Linked DNA regions of Sus scrofa: region 1 is linked to region 2. Evidence: chromatin contacts called from public Hi-C data. All regions are on one chromosome and are shown on one strand. Each heading gives the region's core, a stretch centred on a gene start, on an enhancer-like site or on the middle of the called end of the contact. The rest is flanking DNA. Distances are from core to core; before and after follow the strand shown.

Region 1 (5,020 bases), core at 1,250-3,749, 430 kb after region 2:
AAATAGTCTGAGTGACTATTGTGTGTCCTGTGCTCCTCACGCCTCATCAGAACCCCTTCTGTCCTCATATTAACCCTGGCAGGTAGGCATTCATTAGTCTCATCTTACCTAGAAGGAACTTGAGTTTGAGAAAAGTTATGTCTCTTGCCCAAGATCATCCGGGTGGTGACAGGGCCAGAACTAGAGCCTAGTGTGTAACCCTTTGTAACCCTACCCTTATTGCAAATTGTTTGAGAGAAGCTGCAAAATGCTGCAGGGGCCCATGGCTCTGGGGCCCCACCTATGCTCCAGGTGAAGGGTAGAGCCAAAAACCTTCAAGGGCCCCTCATCGGCAGCCAACAAATCAATCCTTAAATTTGCTGTGCCATTGCCATGCTTTCTTTTGTCACCTTGTGAACAAAAGTGTGTCCTGGAAGTCACACACAAGGCTAGAGTGAGATTATTTATTTGTATTTTCGTGGGTCAATGCTTTGAGGTTGGAGGCAGGGCATTGAAGAGCTGAAGCCTCAGCAAACTCGCTCTGCTGGGCGCCTCACGTGCCCGGCTCTGCCCGAGGTGTGTGTCTGTAGATATTTATTTCCTGGCCTGTGTCAGAACCATTTGAGCCCCTGTGCTTTGTACTTGAAAGCATCTTCAAAGGGTGACAACCTCTCAGATGTCTGGACTTCAAGCATCTTTTCGCCCGCTCCTCCTGTGGTTCTTTAGCATCCTGGTGGGTTTGGGCGGATTATCTTTTCTCCTCCCCAGGCTGTGGCCTCACTGTTCTTGCAGCCCCTGACAGATCCAGTGCACAGCCCCTGCCCCAGCACAAATTGTCCCCGTGTCCTGCAGGCTTCAGCAGAAGGCAGGAAAAATGGTGCTCGAAATTCCGAGCCATTGAAAACTTTTGTCCACCCCATTTTTGCTCATTATTTTGATTTCACCTGGCAGAGGGGCAACAGTACCATTAAGAAGCAAGCTCCCCAGGGTTTCTGACACCCTGGGCACTTGGCTCTCTTGCATCCTCTACAAATTACATTTGAGGAGAAAGAGAGAAGGGAAACAAGCATGAAAAATACTTTTTCCAGAGTTCCCGTTGTGGCCCAGTGGGTTAAGAACCCGACTAGTCTCTGTGAGGATGCAGGTTTGACCCCTGGCCTTGCTCAGTGGTTAAGGATCTGGCTTTGCCATGACCTGTGGTGTAGGTCACTGATGCGGCTCGTATCCCAGGTTGCTGTGGCTGTGGCGTAGGCCGGCAGCTAGAACTCTGATTCGACCTCTGGCCCAGAAACTTCTATGTGCCACAAGTGTGGCTGTAAAAAGAAAAAAAAATTTTTTTCCCATAAAAATGGAGTTCTAAAGCCATTTCTGCTAATTAAGATGTTTGGTGACAGAAGGCCACAGCATTTTACAAAAGAACAATCATCTGAAGCCTGGGGCACTGCTTGGAGGAAGCCTGCTCTGGATTGCGGCAATGGAAGAAGAAAAGGCAACCCGGCCACCTTTGCAGAAAATATCGCAGCAAGGTCTCCAACAAACACAGCCGGAAATAGTGAAGGGTACACCAGCTGTGGAGGGCAAGAGGTGGTGAATTGCAGTGGGAGTGGTGATGGACCAAGAGAAGAAAGACCTGGATGTGAGTTGAGGTCAGCCGTCCCAGTGTTCTCAAAATGCATCTGCCCAGCAAGATCACCCTAAAAAAATGCCAAGAGTCTGAGAGTTGAGGTCTCAAAAAATAAAAGAAAGTTAACCCCAGGGAAACAATACAAATGTACTGCATTTCTTCATACTTATTTGATGGTTGTGCATTGCAGCTGTGCTGGTAGGTGACACTCAAACTTTTTGATTCCTGGGACACCTCAAGGTCAGTCTTTCTCAGACTTTCTCCTGGAATCTGCCATCATGGGTGTGATTCTGGGCAAGCCCGTCCATCTCTTTGAGGCTTGTTTTCTTCTTTGTTGTTGGGCAAGTTTTGATGGGGTCTGGGGGATGAGGTGAGGGGGATGAGCTTTAAATTAAAAAGTATGGGATCCCACTTAATAGTGACCCTTATATGCTTCCTTCAAGGAAGAAAGATTGTTGATACAGACTATGGACTGATTGAAAGAAAGGCCGTATTCCAGGGTACCAGCTGATTGAACAAGTTTTTTTCTGAGAGCAGTGAATCATCCCCACTTTGGACACAGGGGCCCTGTTGGAATTTGGAGTCCATCAAACCATCAAAAGGGAGCAGCGTGGATCCAGCCTCAGAAGTACTCCTAGCGATCTCTTAGAATCTTTCCTTAGAGATGTGAGAATGTTATTTAAATATTTCTAGGGGCCACTTCATTGGAGTCTCAGGACAAGAAAACAAAAGAACACTTGAATAGAAAACAGAGACCCACAGTCAATTTTCTCAAGCATCACTGTCCTGGACCAGCAATGTTCAAAGGTGTTGGGTCTCCCACGCTTCCCCCACCAGGTAGAAAAGCCTCCTAGTTACACATTGGACCGCTGCCCAGAGCCATGTCCCAGGAGAACACTCTGCTCCTCATGTACCTTGTGTTGAAGATGTAACTTTTCATTGCTTTACTGTGTAATTCCCAGGACTTAACACACAAGAGAAAGAAGTTTATGCCAACTCATTTCTGCCTGGATGTTCAACCTGGAGGTAAGTCACCTCACCCACTCACATCTGTCAAACTAGCTGAGGATTCTACCAGCCGTCCAGTTCACCAAACCAGCCGAGAACCCACCAAAGAGGGCATGGTAAATATCGGCTCTCCTTTTATTAATATTTAAGAAGAGAACTGACAGAAAGTAAAGCTAGAACAGTCGCCCCCCCCCCCCCCCCCGGACATAATACGTCCTTCCCTGGACACACACGCTGTCACAGCAGCAATAAAGCCACAGCCTTTCTAGACCTGCTGTCTTTCCATACACTCTCTCTCCAAACCGAACATTCCATCTCGAACCGTTTATTTACTTATTTCATAAGAGTAAATGTTAAAGTCCCAAAGGCATGATTACCTTCTTGATTCCAGGAAGCGTGTCTGCCCTTCTTTTGATTGCCTCAAACAAAAACGTGTACGACGCTTGGTACATAACAAACAGCTGCGGAGATGAAGACATCATTTAGAGCTGGTGATAGGAGTCAGTCGAAACAGAGCTCCTGGTGAAGCATTCTGGCAAATGCTACCCAATGCTACTTAGCACGTAGCTACTGTAGTTCATCATTTAATAATCGTTTCCCCCACTGGCTCTTCTCTTCCTTACTGGTTTGTAAATTCCATGAGGGTGGACATTCTTCCTATTGTTTTAGGTCCATCTCACTAGGTCTATTCTTATCAGAGTCTCTAATAAATACTTAAGAAAGCCCTTCATCCTAAAATCTTTGTCTTACCACAGAAATGCTTTTGTTATCCCCTGGTAACTTAGAAAAGAACTCTTTGAATTTGCCAGCTCACTGAAAATGCGATTGGCCTCTGCTTTCAAATATAGATCAAAATCCTGCCCCCCATCCATCTCCACTCTGAGGCTCTGTCCCCCGTCAGCCACGTTTCCCTTTGGCTCCTTGATTCACAGCTCTGTTCGGAATGGTTGTGGCTGTGTCATGGCAAAAGAGCAAGTGAAGGAACTGGTCAAATGAGAGAAGTCAGAATCCAAGGTCTGAAGCACATACGTGATGGTCTTTACAAGGCCCTTGGCTTTAGAGCTGCCTTCTGAACAGAGGACCAAGGGACAAATCCTCTTCTGTTCTGAAGCCTTCATTCCAGGGTCCTGGGCAAGTCCATCTCTGGGACTCTCTCGTGCCTGGACAATCCGAAGGGAAGAGCCAATGTTTCTCCATTTCAGGAAAAACTGACTGCTGTGCTCGTCCATCCTAAGCAGTGTGTTTTCATCCGTTCAGAAAATCCACAAAGTAGGTGTTGCCATCCATTCTCTAGCTCACACAGGAGGGTGGGATGCTGCCCAACTTGCTCAAGGTCACAGAGGTGGTACGAGCAGGAACATTTGTGCCTCCAGTGCTTTTTCCAAAATCTTTTCCACCCCTTCTCAATTGCCCTCCCTCACTGATCAGGCCAAGGAGTTGTATTAAGAGAGGTCCAAGGAGGCACAACCCCAGGTATAGTCCAATGTCACGTGGCAGGGCATCTAGAAACTGACCTCAACATATATCGAAACATGGCTTGGGATAACAGCAGCGTCTTAACACAGAGGTGGAGCATAAGCTTTTCTTTCTTTCTTTCTCTTTCTCTTTTTCTTTTTCTTTTTGTCTTTTTAGGGCCACACCCTCGGCATATGGAAGTTCCCAGGCTAGGGGTCAAATCAGAGCTGTAGTTGCTGGCCTACACCACAGCCACAGCAACGCCAGATCTGAGCCATGTCTGCAACCTACACCACAGCTCACGGCCATGCCAAGGGCTCCCTCATCACTATATAGCTTCCCCCTTTCTCGTCCTATCTCCATCTCCAGCCACCTGGCAAGCTCCTCTCTTCCCATCCCCCTTTCTCACCTCCATTCAGTTTATTTATTTATCTATTCATCTATTTATCGATTTATTTAAAATAGAGGGAGTTTGGGAGTTCCCATCGTGGCTCAGTGGTAACGAAACCAATGAGGATCCATGAGGATGCAGGTTCAATCCCTGGCCTCTCTCAGTGGGTTAAGGATCCAGCATTGCCATGAGCTATGGTATAGGTGGCAGAAGCAGCTCAGATCCAGCGTTGCTGTGGCTGTGGTGTAGGCCGGCAGCTGAAGCTCTGATTTGACCCCTAACCTGGGAACTTCTATATGCTGTGGGATGTGGCCCTAAAAAAAGCAATAAAATAAAATAAAATAAAACAGAAGTCTTCTTTTTTAAAGCAATTTTAGGTTTCCAGAAAAATTAAGCAACAAGTACAGAGATTTTCCCATATACCCTCTGCCCTGACAGCCTCCCCCAGGATCAACACCCCCACCAGAGTGGGACAGCTTTTGCAACTGCTGAACCCACATGGTTGCTTCATTGTCACAGAAAATGCATAGTTGAAATTAGGGTTCACTCTTGGTGTTGTACCT
Region 2 (4,861 bases), core at 316-2,815:
TGAAATAAAATAATTTTATAGGTGGGAGTCTTTATCTTACTACCCTGACCTAGTACTAATTCCTGTATTAGATAAATTCAGGGGGCATCATTCTAACCCCTGCTTGTTTAAACTCGGCCATTTATGGGGTTCCCCTTGTGGCTCAGCATGTTGAGAATCCTCCATGAGGATGCAGGTTTGATTCCTGGCCTTGCTCAGTGGGTTAAAGGACCCGGTGTTGCCGCAAGCTTCGGTATAGATTGCAGATGCGGCTCAGATCCGGTGTTGCTGTGGCTGTGGCATAGACCTGCAGCTGCAGCAGCTCCGATGTGACCCTTAGCCTGGGAACATCGTATACCACAGGTGTGGCCCTACAAAGGAAAAAAAAATGGCATTTAAGGTACACTGTGATGAGAGTGGTGGGCTAGGCTGAGAGATTAGCCCAAGTAACAGTAAAATCACCTAATCACCAACAGTTTTGTTTATTGGAGGGCCTTTGCAAGTCATTTGCTTGGAATGATGGATTTGTTTTCCTCTTTTAAAAAGTTTTCAATGATGAGAGGAGTGGGTGAGGGGGGCTGATGTTTTTGACTTAGCCACCAAATCAGGAACCAGGGAGAGACCTCCCTAAGGGGGGACTTAAACAAGCTGTTGAGCTTGAACATTCATTTCCTGTCTCTCACGGGTTGACCCAGAACCTTCGAAGGCTGATGGGATTAGCCCCCTGTACTGATGTGAAAACTAAGACTTAACATGAGAACACATGTGGTTCTCTGAATATTAGCTCTTAGAGTTTAAACCAGTCTCTTTGCTCCCACTGTGGGGCCCCAGATGCCTTGTGAGGTCCTGTTGTTCTCAGTAAATCATAAAAGGAATGGGAGTGGGGAGAAGGAAGAGGGGTGAAGAAGGTGCATGCTGAGGTAAATGCCAGAATGATCCCCCCACTGTCCCTGCAGATGGGAAGTGGTGCCGGGGCTGGGCTAAGGCGCTATTGTTCTGCTCTAACAACTGCCCTGTTCTTTTAGCCCGTGGATCCTCTGTTCTTCAAGAGAAACGTTGTAGTTTGCAGTGAGGTAGCAGTTCTGCTGGTTGAATCAGGTCCTCTGGGCTTTGTTGGGAAGCAAGAGGGCTCTGCTGTGATCCTGCAGAGAAAGAACGTTTCTTTAAGCTCCTGCATCTTTGCCAGGATGAAAAAGGAGTATAAGAGGAAAACAATTTTTTTGTTTTGCATTTATCCTTGGCTAGATTTGCATAATCTTTGTTTAAGTCAGTTGAATTGTGAAGCCCTAAATACATTTCAGGCGTTTAAATATTTAAAAGGATTCATCCACAGCACTTTACTCACCCAAAGCATAAGTGCTTACAACAATGAAAATAACCCCCTCGCAGATGCCGCCCGCACTGGCTCTGCTCACCTTGTCACCGAATTATAAAACATTAATAGCGAAGCCAGAATGGGAACTGTCATGGCAATGCTCTGCTGGCTCTGTTCCAAAATATTGTTTCCCTGGTAGAGAAAGCAGGACAATTTGTTTAAAACTGGCAGTCAGCCAGTCAAAAAGCTCTGACGCAATCAGAGCAGTAACTACTTTGCTCCTACTGCTAATTTTAGGCCAGTTAAATCTGGGTGATGTCTGATGGCTGCTGTGGTGTGCGTCTGGCTATGTGGCACTTTCTAAATCCAGCCTCTTCGCCTGGCATCCTAACTCACAGCTCTTTCCCAAAGGAGCCTAGGGAGCCTAGGATCCGGGGATGGAGCGAGGGGTGGGCCCTGGGAGGGTTTGGGAGGCACTGCCTTGCATCTGACTACGTTCTTCGTCATTTCATCCACAAGCACCTACCTGCAGGTGTGCCTCCCCCACCCCCCACCCCCACCCCCACCCCTGCCTCCTGTGAGCAGCCTGGTGCCCCTGTTCACTCCTTTCCCCTCCCTCCCTGCCAGTGATCACAGCTTCAGCACTGAACTTTTACCTTCTCCTTTTCTGGCAAAGGTACAATCAAGGAGAAAGGTGAGCATTCAAACAAAAATGAAAACATTTGGAGTGCCCCACGGAAGAGCCTTTCTTTGCTGTAGCAGGAGGTGGAGGTGGCGAGAGGGCTTGGAGTAGTTAAGTGTCCGTGTCCCGCTGCTGTGCTTCTAGGGCCTGGAGTTTGAGCCAATTTTGTTTTTATCTGTCTGTCTATCTACCTACCTACCTGGGAGTTTTATTGGAGTGCAGTTGACTTACAGTGTTGTGTTAGTTTCAGGTGTACAGCAAAATGAATCAGTTATGCATGCACGCATATCCATTATTTTCCAGACTCTTTTCCCATATAGGTTATTACAGAGTATTGAGTAGAGTTCCCTGTGCTATATGAAGCCAATTTTTGGGTTTTTTTTTTTTTTTTTTTGTCTTTTTAGGGCCGCACCCAAGGCATATGGAAGTTCCCGGGCTCGGGATTGAATTGGAGCTACAGCTGCTGGTCTGCACCACAGCCAACAGCCACACGGGATGCGAGCTCATGGCCATGCCAGATCCTTAACCCACTGAGTGAGGCCAGGGATCGAACCCACATCCTCATGCATACTAGTCGGGCTCATTACTGCTGAGCTATGATAGGAACTCCATGAAGCCAGTTTTAAAATGGGGACACTGGGCCCCACAGTCTCTAGTCTCTTTCCACTCTGTCACTCTAGTTTCTGAGTTAGCAGAGGGTGCCTGAGGGTGTGAGACCCTGGGGGCAGGGACCTGGTCACTTCTCAGTCCTCTGGCCCAGGGAAGTATCCAGCACAGTCAATGAATGAACCAACTCAGTGTCTTAGGCCTCAGAGAGACCTTCAGGTTATCCTGGAGTCAGTCTTCTTCATGGTCCTCATTCATAAATGTGAAAAGTCAAACCCTCAAAAATATGAGACTGTAAGAGAATGGTGTGGTGCCCAGGCCTGCTGTCTTTGATAGAATGGGCTACCTGTGAGGTGACGAACTGATGGCCTGGCTGATGGCCACGCATCCCATGTACTAGAAGATTGCTATGTACCCGAGACCCTTGGACACCCATGGGCACTATAGCTTCTTTCAGAGGAAAGACTCTGTGGGTGGTGGTGAGGATGGTGGATGGGCATAATCAGGAGAACACTCAGGGCAAAGGGAGGACCTGAGTTGGGCTTTGGAAAGTGGTCTGGGTTTGAATTTTCATTGAAGGGCTCTTTTATGCAAGGCTCCTCCTGGCTCTGTATGGGACCTGCAAATACAAAGAAATACAAACAAAACTCTCCCTGTGGTAACTCTTCCCTTGCTCATAGGACTGTCGCCATCAACTTACTGTGCCTAAAACCAAATTCAGATCCTAGCCTGCTTTAGGTTTTGCATCCCCCAAACTGGATTTTTTTTTTTTTTGTCTTTATTTTAGGGCTGCCCTGAGGCATATGGAGGTTCCCAGGCTAGGGGGCAAATCAGAGCTATAGCTGCCAGCTTACACCACAACCACAGCAATGTGGGATCCAAGCCTCCGATGCGACCTGCGCCACAGCTCATAGCAACGCTGGATCCTTAACCCACTGAGCAAGGCCAGGGATCAAACCTGCATCCTCATGGATGCTAGTCAGATTAGTTTCCACTGAGTCACGACGGGAACTCCACCAAACTGGATTTTATTAACAAAAGCAACACCAAGAGACATGGTGGACAGCATTCTCGGAGTGGAGACTAACTAGTCTATCATGATAGAGAGTCTGATTTTTCCCCCCATTGTAATTTGCTAAAGGTTACAGAGTGTGTCTGTAAACCTAAAGGGGGAGATATTTTGGATCCATCAGAGATGGAAGGTAAACATTTTTAAAAATTGAGATACCCACCATGTGCCTTCTGCAAAGTATTAACATTTCGCTCTATTTGCTTTAAACATATCTATCCATCTCTGTCTACTCATCAGTCCCTCTTTTTTTTTGCGGGGGGACAGTTTGCATTTCAAAATAAGTAGCACACATCACTGCACTTCACTGCTGAACACTTCAGCATACATATCATAAATGAGTTTAAAACTTTTAAATACTTTTTGGAGGCAAAATGGATACAATGAAATGCATACATTTTAAGTGTATCATTCTATGAATCTGGACAAATGCATATGCCTGTGTAACTCATACATCTATGAAGGTTTACCTTCCAATTCAGAAATTCTCTCATGCCCCTTCCAGAGTCCTTCCATTCCCCACTTCCACCTCAGTTTCCCATCCCAGGCAACCACTGTTTCTCTCTTTTTGGGCCACAGTTGAGTCTTATACCAGGTCTTGAATTTCATATAAATGGAACTCTGCAGCAGGTACTGTTTTATGCAAGGTGTCTTTGACTCAGCATAATGACTTCTGCTTTGCCACATGCTTTTTAAATATATACTTGCCCCTTGATCACATGCTCTTTTCGAAGGTCACAATGTCAAACGATATCAGGAACAATAGCAATTTCTTTTAGGCATTTGTGTATTTTTCTTAAGTCTTGTCTTCCCCCTTCCCAATGGGGTGTGATTTTCATGTCTGATTTGGCCATTTTCTGCCCGGGTCTCTTCTGTACATTCTGCAGCCCAGGTGCTTCTTCTGTTAGTTTGCTTGGCCAGCTTGAGGCATTCAGCTCTCCTGCCTTGGAAGAGATGGATCCTGACACATTATCCATTTTTTGTATCTGCTACTTGGAAAACATTAGGTAAAAGGAAACACATCTATTTATTTTTGCAAGGCCTATTCTTAGCTTTGTGATTAACTTCTTAAAGAAGTTTGAAATAGAAAAAAAAAAGTATAGTAAGGCATCTTTGAGGAATACAGTCACTCCTCTGTATTCACAGAGATTGTTTCCAGGATCCCCCTCAGATACCAAAATCCAGGGGTGCTTGAGTCCCTGATATAAAG

The links. Hi-C and Micro-C count contacts between places; a contact is called where the count stands out from the background.
Region 1: a contact with region 2 is called in a Hi-C map of liver, with 2.9 times the contacts expected there. The contact joins two enhancer-like sites. A contact is called at or near these places in 7 of 47 Hi-C or Micro-C datasets (embryonic fibroblasts, heart right ventricle, liver and 3 more).

Annotation. Positions count from the first base shown.
Region 1 is chr14:58,554,337-58,559,356 of Sscrofa11.1, forward strand. No RefSeq gene overlaps it. Among named protein-coding and RNA genes, the nearest start is that of DISC1, 410 kb to the right of the region's middle. Within about 2 kb of position 2,500, at least 1 of the 83 cell types and tissues checked has an H3K27ac peak or open chromatin away from gene starts, as enhancers often do. A contact at or near this core is called in liver, where this site is marked.
Region 2 is chr14:58,128,831-58,133,691 of Sscrofa11.1, forward strand. All of the region lies in intron 2 of SIPA1L2 (signal-induced proliferation-associated 1-like protein 2), which reads left to right. Among named protein-coding and RNA genes, the nearest start is that of SIPA1L2, 14 kb to the left of the region's middle. Within about 2 kb of position 1,566, at least 29 of the 83 cell types and tissues checked have an H3K27ac peak or open chromatin away from gene starts, as enhancers often do. A contact at or near this core is called in liver, where this site is marked.